Linked DNA regions of Gossypium hirsutum: region 2 is linked to region 1. A link is a contact called in public Hi-C data. All regions are on one chromosome and are shown on one strand. The core of a region is the stretch at or near the end of the contact, and the rest is flanking DNA. Distances in the headings are between cores, read along the strand shown. Region 1 holds the start of LOC107898636 (kinesin-like protein KIN-14B). Region 2 holds the start of LOC107897584 (O-fucosyltransferase 39).

Region 1 (4,714 bases), core at 865-3,364:
AGCACAATGTTTCTTCTAAAAATTACAAGGTGATTACAAATAAACCAAACCCCGGAGAAGAATCTTTGGAATATACCATTAGACATACAAACCAAGCACTAAAATAGCTGAAGCATAAGGAATTCATGAACGTAACCCAAACAAACTGCCACTAAACCTTAATATATTACCTAGTTTACGAGTTTTATCTGCAAGAACACCTAGGTAACGTGTAACTCGATCGAGTTTAGCATTTGAATATTCCTGCAGATCATTAACTTCCTGTCGCAACTCCAAGTAGTCTTCTTTTGCAAGCTGCCAAATTAATTTAATAAAAAAATGCATCAAACACAAGACACTACAATGATAAAACCCGGAATGCATAGTAAATTACTATAGTGAGCCAAAACAATTTTTGCTTTAGCCCCACCCCAAAAATGCTTCTAACATCGAAGACATCATATGTTACCAATCATTATTTCAGACTTCAGAAAATACCAGAGAAATTAAGGATTTCCAGAACTGTTCTTTCATTAAGCTTGAATGCATATGACAAGAGTCAAAATTATTCACTCAAAATTTTGTGATCAACTTCAACCCAAGCAATCACCTAATCCATATGCTATCTTTTCAGACCAAGGAGATACGACAAAACTTAGGTAATAATAAAGAAGCTCATTTATTAATAGAATCAAAGACAAGTATCACATCGGAAAACCAGAGCACAGATCCCTTAATGGCTTCCCAAGAAAAATAAGCCAGACCTTAGAGTATATTAACATTAGATTAATTGACTTTTGAATTGTCAGCCAGCTATTTCATTTCCTATTCTCAAGCCACTGTTTGGTAATGGCTCGTGTTGTTGTCCCTCAAGATCAGCACATGCATTATGTCAAAGATTCATTGTCACAATTACAAGTTTTCCACAGAACTATCATAAAATTGCCATATAGGATAGGTGGGGAAAGCTTTTTCTTTTCATCCAAACATTGGGCAACAAAGTCCACTCAAATATCATAAAAACAGGCATCCCAATCGACATTTGACACAATGCACAATCTTACAACAGTTGAAACCAGCACAATTTGGATCATCAAGAAGGATCCGAAGCTTCTGTAGCAAGAATGCGAAAAGTATTAAACATTCTCAACTGAGTTTTCTGCATGAACAACAATTCACATACCAGAAACTGATGACCAAGTTGTGGTTCATCAGAATCTGACACTACAAACTGATGACTAAGTTGTGGTTCATCAAATCCAAATTCTAATTCGCCAATAAAATTTTATACAGCTTTGAGCTCCTCCATTAAATTTGGATCAATTTCCCAGCAAACCTAATCTTCCAGAAAATGACATTAAAAAAAGCATATTCTAGTTGTATTTGTTAAAATTTATAGATTAAAACAAACTACTCAAAAACACTGCATGTTAATTCCTAAAAACCGAGCTTAGTTAAAATCACATTGATAGACTAAAGCGACTACTTCAACTCCATCGGAACAAGTTACCAGCTAAAACACTAATCACTCGAAAACTTTCACAATCCGAAGCCGATTCACACCATTACCTTAACTTTATCCTTCAATCGGAGCACCTTAGAAGCCAAAGCCTGCTTAGAAAATTCCGAAGAAAACGGTGAAGCCAACGAGGAGGCAGCCGAGATCGAGTACCGTCGCATCAACGGCGCAACAGTGGCCCTAGGTAGGTCCTCCGGAGACGACGGCGACGTCCGCCGTGGCTCGAAGCCACTCACCTCCCAGTTCCACCGGTTATTGCTGCTACTCTTGTGCTCCCCCATTGCCCCAAACAAATTGGGGAAAAAAATTAAAAAAAGCTCAAAAAAATAAAATCTAAAAAAAGGTAGGGGTTTTTCAAAAATCTAGTGGTAGCAGTTGCAGTTATGTAAATGCTGCGTTCCCGATGAGCTATGTCTGGCTCATTTTAATTTTAATTTTTCAATTTTATTTTTAATTTTTCCCTCTTTGGGGATTATAAACGAGGGGATGGGGGAAACGGGTGGGACTGGGCGTAAAACGTAGTCATTTTCCAAACTTTATGAAGGGAACAATTATATGGGACAATTTTAGACGCAATCAAATGTGCGTTTGGAAATGGTTCGGAACTCGCTCTCACGCACCACAGACTTGTTTGTTTTTCTTTTAAATAGAGCGTGTGATTTTTTATGCTTCAGCGTGTCCAAACATCTGTTCATAAATGTGTTGGATCAACATTTAACTCAATTTTGTATTTGTTTTAATTTTTTGTTCAATCCAAATTTCTTCCCCCATGCCATCAATTTAACTGAATTTTTCCCTTCCATTTTTCTTTTTCCTTTGTTCAGGTATACTAATGCATATATTTATTTTAAATTCTGAATTTATTTGAATATTAAAATAGAATTTACGTAACGGATCAATTAATATTATCCATCAAATACTACCTGAATTTGTTAAATAATTAAATCTAAAGTCACAATTAAGCTTTTTAAAAAGTAAAATCAATAATAAGTTGGGACATGAGTTCCAATATTCAAATCAGATACATAAAAAAATAAATTATTTTTTTATATAAATCAATTGTGAATAGTATTATCATATATCAAATTTAAATATTCTTTTAAAAAATAAATAAATCTATAAATATTTGAATTCACACGATGATGAATTACGTATGGTGGTACTTTCTGGTTAATCCAAAACTTTTGAAAGACGGATAAATTTGATCTACGGACAACACAAGAAAACTGCCTGTGAATTGTTTGTTCTTTACCCCAAAATTTGAATGCTTTTATTATTATTTTTTGATGGGTGGTGGTGGAGGGAGTGAGTTTATTGAGAGCAAAATTATGTGTGTTTACAGGATGAGCTGGCAAAAACATGTTTTTATGATTTTCTTTTTTAAATTTGTTGGCAGGCTTTGTTCCTATTGGATATGGCAAAACCCGCCTCACACTTTCAAACATTCCTATTTACCCAAAAAAAAAAAGTAAAAATAAAACACGCTTTAGAAAAATAATCCTATTTGTTATTAAAAAAGGCTTTTCACCCAAAGAAAAAACACAATGAAAGGCTAATTTTTCTTTATAGCATGCATTTGAAATCAGAATTTATTAATTTTTCTTTTCTTTTTTTTTTGGGTACAAAAAATTTATTAGTTTCTTATTAAAGAATTAAAAAGGTCGTGATAAAATAATAAAAAGGGATGGGTGGCGCCATCTTTTGAAATGATGATGAACATCATCATATTTTGAGTGTAGATGCAGACATTTTATTTTTCTATAAATGATTTCTTAGTTTATGACGTATTGCTTTTTTTACTAGTAGTTTTCTCATAAGTTTTCTTAACATGAATTACAAATCTCCTTTTCCATCTCTGTGAAATCTTCTATGGTTGTTTGATCCTCTCGGTGATTTTTTATTTGCCTGCTCTTTCTTATTTATAGTCACCTCTCCTTAGATTTTTCATTTAAACTCTAATGTCACATTGGATTAAAGTAATATATTTTTACATGTTTTAGTTATTGGTTAATTGTAAATTTTTTCTTAATGTTATTACACTAGTAACCATTAACCAAACATAGCATAAGTCACTTTCTAGTTTTACAACATATTTTCGTTCCCTTCTCTTATTTTGCTAGTTTGCATAGCTCTATATAACGATAACTAGGATGTTGTGAATGATATAGTGAGCAAAAACCTTAAAAATAAACTCATCATGATTTATCTGGAGGTAAATGCCAAAATCGATGATTGAGGTAGGGAACTCTATCAAGTAAGAAAAGTAGTTTCAAATAAAGAAGTTAGAACGAGACCAATGATGATTCTAAAGAATGTGTGGCTCATTGAGGGTCTTTTTAAGGTTCATGATCTGGAATGAAACATGTTTGTATTCATTTTCAAAAACAAAAGGGATAATAAAAATATTTTGTGCTTCATGGTTGTCACTTGATTCCTAAATAGTGGTAAAAGGGAGACAACAAACAAGATATTGACTTTTCAACTTTTGAGTCCTAGGTATGAATTTCCAACGTACCTATCCAGCAAAGGATTAAGGAAAAACTACTGAAGATCGGAAGTTATTCTTCAAAGTTACGATAGTGGATTTCAATTCTAATGAGGATAATTTCAACTGAAACGAGATTATGATATTAAAGGTGGGGCTTAAGGTTTAGGATTTAGGGTTTACGGCTAAAGGCTTCAAGTTATGGAAAACTTGTAACATCCCTCACCCATCTCGGCATCCGATACAAATGGGAGATGCCACCAAAACACATACATAGTGATAATTTCAAAAATATTTACAATTTAAACTTTGAAACAATTTGAATATAATCATAAAATTGGGATAAAATCATTTTGAAACCCGTAAAACATCCTAACATCATTTACAAAAGATTTAGAAATGTCCATGACCCAAATGAGTCTCCTAGAGTCAAAATGAGCTAGTGCAGTTAGCCTAACCTGGGGTAAAGGTATCGGTACCTCTGGAAGATTGATACTTCTCCCTGAAACTATTCATTTTTTCTCATTGACTTGGATGTTCCGATACATCCAAGCTAAGTACTAATACTTTGAACCTTTGAAGCAAAATTTGAGCTACTAATTTCAATGTTATGATACCTAAAAACAAGGCATCCAAACCTGGAAGTAAGGGACTAAAAATTCAAATTCAAAACACCTTAAACACATACCAAAACACCTCCTAACAAGGTAACCCTAAAACACATTCAAAAG
Region 2 (4,845 bases), core at 504-3,003, 300 kb after region 1:
ACCCACTCCTCTACTCACAATAAATCCCATAAATAATTAATCAATTTTACTTTTCCTTTGGTAAGGGAAGTAATATAATAATAAGAGGAAAACTACAATCCGAGTTTCAAAATATTTTAAGGATTATTGTTGAGTTTTTAAAATTTATAAGTAGGGGTCTATCATCTATCATTTTTATACCTATACATAAAAAGAAGGTTCAACTTAGTCGATACGTGTCACTTCTTTTCTTTTTGCATCATATAAAAAAAGGGTAAAATTTCAATTTTAGTCCTATATTGTCCTCACCTATATATAATGGGTCAACCTTTTTTTCCTTTTCTTCTTGCATTATTTAAAAGAATGGTAAAATTTCAATGTTGGTCCCTATGGTATCCTCAAATTTAAGATTATATAACAATTGTCAAATTTTAATTTTGGTCTATGTGCTACACTCGAATATAAGATCTAATCTTTTTACTTCAACTTTTTGATATAAATTAATATCTCAACTTCAATAATGTCATAGATTAGCTCAAATACTATATTTAATTAAAATATTGATATAACTTTTGAGAGTTGTAAACACTCTTGAAATCATTTGTGAAATTCAAGTCCATTGCATTTTTTTTTGTGTTACATGGTTGCTAAATAAGTGGGTATTTTTTTAATTTCAAAATATCACACTAGTGAATTTGATAAAATAATATAATAGTGTTAATAATTAAATTTAAATTTTTTAAATTCAAAAAATAGAGGGACTAAATTCTTAAAAGTAAAAGTATGAATACTAAATTTCAAATGTACAAAGACTATAGAAATATAGTTTATATTTTAATCTTTAAACATTTACTCTATAATTTAGACTTAAAAATAATTAACCCATCATGAAAGTAAAAACTATACTAATAATATATAAAAACAACATACATAATGTAGATATTTTGTCTCCAACTATTGACACGTGATTACCCTTTTCTTTCTTTCTTTCCTTTTTTCTAAATAAGTTAAAAAAAGTTCTGAAAAAATCAATCTTGCTTATAATATAAAAAATAATAAATCATATTAATCACCTAAATGAGTGGTCTTCATGTCGAATCCTTATAACAAGAGGAAAGAAGACAATATGAGCCGATTTTGACAAGGTATGAATGACAATAAGACTAAGACATAAAGGAAGGAAGGTGATACTTTTAATCACCTATATTTTCCATTTTTTAATGAAATTATTAATCAACAAAATTAATAGAATTTTTTTACCTATATGTATGAGTCAAAATTATAGTAATTTTCAATTAATAATTCTCAATTTACAAGTTATGCACAGATTATATTTTGGTAAAATTTTATAAAGTGTTCCTATACTATGCTCTTTTAGGTGGATTTAGTCCTTGTACAATAAAAATGTTTGTAATGTTTGTAGATTAAATCAGGTTAAGGTTTGATTTTAAAAAGAAATTTTACTCAAAACTTATATTATTATTTAAAAATGAATGAAATATCAAAATATATAATTTTATATAATTTATGTATTTTTATAATTAAATTTAAATAAAATTATTTTTTAAAATTATTTTATTTAAATCAATAAATCATATTATATTAACAAAAATACTATGATTGATTTGGAACCTAAATCAATGAATCTTTCACATTAATTTTAGACGAAATTGAGAATTGAGTTCATCCAAAAACATGGGGCCCCCAGACAAATGTGATCAGAACTACCATATTTTTTATATGCATGAATGTAGTACCTAAAAAGACTTGAATAGTTTCGAAGGTAGCGTAGCGTCTGCGTCGGTGCTCTCATCTAACCACATTCTCATCACTGTTCTCCCTTAAAGATGTTTACTTTAATCAAAAGTTTCACAAATCCCCCCACCGCACCCAACGGTCTTATTTTTGTCTCTAACGAAACACTTGTGAAAAATAAAGAAATAATTTTTACCCACTGATTCATGTTTTACTGTGAATTTCCGTGCACGACCACCAAGTTTCCAACTTTATCCATGGGGTATATATGTTCCTTATGGGTTCCCCCTTAAGAAATAAAGGACACCGTTTCTCATAATCAAAGCTTTACAGGTGTCTATGTCAGGCGCCTTAAGTAAGGCCACAATGTGAGAAACGAAGAGAAGGTGATGCATGCGGTGTTGGCTGGGTGCTTGAGTTTGAGTCTGCTTCTTCCTTCTTCTATGTTTCTTCTTTTCGGCTATATTGATTAAAATTTTGTTTTAAGCTTTGCTTGTTTGAGTTCTTTTCGCTATCAAGGCCTATCAAAGCCAACAAAGAAGAAAAAAACTGAGGAAAGTGGTCATTTTTAGATCTGGGTTTCTCAACTTTAAGGGAAGAGTGATGATGAGATTAAATTTCCAGAGGCATTGTTATCAGCTTCTTAGAAGAAAAGCAATGTGTGGATTCTTTGTGTTGATTTTCCCACTTATTTTTCCTTGTTTATTTACTGCATTCACCCATGCTTCTCCTTCTACATTCTCGGTATGTTTCTATATCAAAATTTTTTTCTTTGCTTAATTTTCTAGGGAAAAAAAATATGAGTTCTGGGTTCCTGTAAATTTCATGGAAAGATAAATGGGAAGTTTTGAGTTGTTTGAGAGAAATTTTTTGCAATTTACTAAAAATGGAAAGTACGGATGATTTGGAGTTTAATTTTCCGACTGAAGTTTGTGGCTAACTGCAAGCTTATGCAGCTATGTGTCTAATAATCCGATTGCTTTATTAAAAATTATGCCAAATATGGCATTATTCTCTTTGGTGGTAATATATATAGTTAATTCACTTCAACTGGATGGTACAAATTTATAACCAATAATTGTTAATAGGGTATGTTGCTCAAACTTACTCTTTTATCTTTCCTGGAATATCCAGTCGGATATGGTGGCACTTGTGTCCGATATATATTTGAACATGAGACACGATCCTCTAAAGGCCTTGTAAAATTAAATATACCCGTACTGAACATATATTCGAAGAACACGACAAATGAAATGCTCATAACTTAACCTTTGTTGCAGGAGTGGAATGTCCCTAAACCTAGGCATTTACGTTTACTCAGGAGTGCCTTACAGCGGGAACGTGTGAGTAGATATGTTTCTTAAGCGGCATTTGCCCCTGTGTGTGCCTGGACTTGTAATTTCTTTGTCTGATTTATTTCAATGTTCCTATTCAGCTTACTGGGGAGCAATCTGATCTCTGGGCCCCTTTGGCTGACCAAGGGTGGAGACCATATCTTGGATCTGTAAATGCCCCTTGTGAGTTATTAGCCATGAGATTTTCTAGTTTTGGTTTCTTCATGATTGTTAATATTTGCTGAGTTACGAGACACTGAAACTGGAGTTTACGGTGGGCAGCATTGCCACAGAAATCGGAAGGATATCTACAGGTATTTCTTGATGGGGGACTCAACCAGCAAAGAATGGGGGTAGGTATTCGTATCTATTTAACATGCTTAGAGGAGTCGAGAATTGCGAACCATTCCGATATTTTCAGTCAAATGTTTATTTTGGGAAAGGAATTAGATGGTAAGGTGTTACATTTACTGTTTTTGTAGATATGTGATGCTGTTGCAGTTGCTAAAATACTGAACGCAACGCTTGTGATCCCGCATCTTGAAGTAAATCCTGTCTGGCAAGATTCAAGGTACTTTATGGGGAAAGAATTTTTCCTTTTCCGTTGCTTATTCCAATGGGAAATGTCTGGTTTTTTCCTCGGTTCTAAGGAAGCGTTTTTTTCTAAAGCGATTTCTTTCCCTGCAGCTCATTCATGGATATATTTGATGTGGATCACTTTATGAATGTGTTGAAGGATGAAATCCCGATCATCAAAGAGCTTCCTGATGAATTCTCGTGGAGCACAAGGGAGTATTATGCCACTGCTATTCGAGCTACCAGAATAAAAAGAGCACCTGTTCATGCATCTGCAAACTGGTATCTTGAAAACGTCTTGCCCGTACTGCAGAGGTTAGTAGCAGCAAGAACATTTTGTTTTAATACACGGTTTAGTGGCTTTTAGAAGTTTTGGGCTTAAGGACTTTTTTTTACCCTGTCATGCACTCGAACATGTCAGTTCCTGCCATGGTTTTAGTTTAGGAAATGTCAGCTAACCTGTTTGCCCAGTTTTGTGATTTTAGCCCAGTTTCTTTCACTTGCCAATTTGTGTGATCTAAAAGCATGTCCTATTTTGATACAGCAATGGGATTGCTGCAATTTCTCCGTTCTCTCACCGTTTGTCTTTTGACAACCTGCCGAGTGAGATCCAGCAACTACGATGTAAAGTCAATTTTAAAGCACTTGTTTTTGTTCCGCACATTAGAGCACTGGGAGATGCCCTTGTCCATCGCCTAAGGTTTCCTCCAGGTCAAAGTCGAGCAAGTAGCACTGACTATCTCCGGGAGACTACCAATCAAAATGGCAAACAAAATCCGCAAAAATTTGTTGTGTTACACCTTCAATTTGATAAGGTATAACCAGCTAATACTGTAGATTGAGTTCCTCATTGAGCATATTAAAAGATAAGAACTGTAAACATTTACTTCTCTATATGCTTGAGCTCTGTTGTTAAGATATCTGTTTGATCATTTTGACCATGTACACTATCTGCCTGCAAAACTTACACATGAGGTATCCGTAGAAAATGTGAGATGGCCATCTGTTGTCAAAGTTACATGGTTACATACACAGTTTTAACACCCTTTATACACACTAGTTCAGTTAACAAGCTTTAAGGATGGAAGATAATTGACCTATTTGATTTTAGTGTTTTCTCCAATGACTTTCTATTTTATGGCCAGTCACTGGTTTTCTCACTAACCTTTAATACGTGCAGGATATGGCTGCCCATTCTGCC

The links. A called contact is a pair of places that touch in the nucleus more often than the background predicts.
Region 2: a contact with region 1 is called in a Hi-C map of leaf, with 4 times the contacts expected there. The contact joins the promoter of LOC107897584 here to the promoter of LOC107898636 in region 1. A contact is called at or near these places in 13 of 34 Hi-C or Micro-C datasets (callus, leaf and seedling).

The regions. Positions count from the first base shown.
Region 1 is chrA11:55,359,040-55,363,753 of Gossypium_hirsutum_v2.1, forward strand. LOC107898636 (kinesin-like protein KIN-14B) reads right to left here and starts at 2,115. Exons shown (of 24, transcript XM_041081986.1): 1 at 1,549-2,115; 2 at 171-294. The coding sequence starts at 1,779.
Region 2 is chrA11:55,661,121-55,665,965 of Gossypium_hirsutum_v2.1, forward strand. It overlaps LOC107897584 (O-fucosyltransferase 39), which reads left to right and starts at 1,754. Exons shown (of 10, transcript XM_016823079.2): 1 at 1,754-2,478; 2 at 3,015-3,077; 3 at 3,170-3,251; 4 at 3,351-3,421; 5 at 3,551-3,639; 6 at 3,756-3,959; 7 at 4,189-4,459; 8 at 4,825-4,845. The coding sequence starts at 2,338.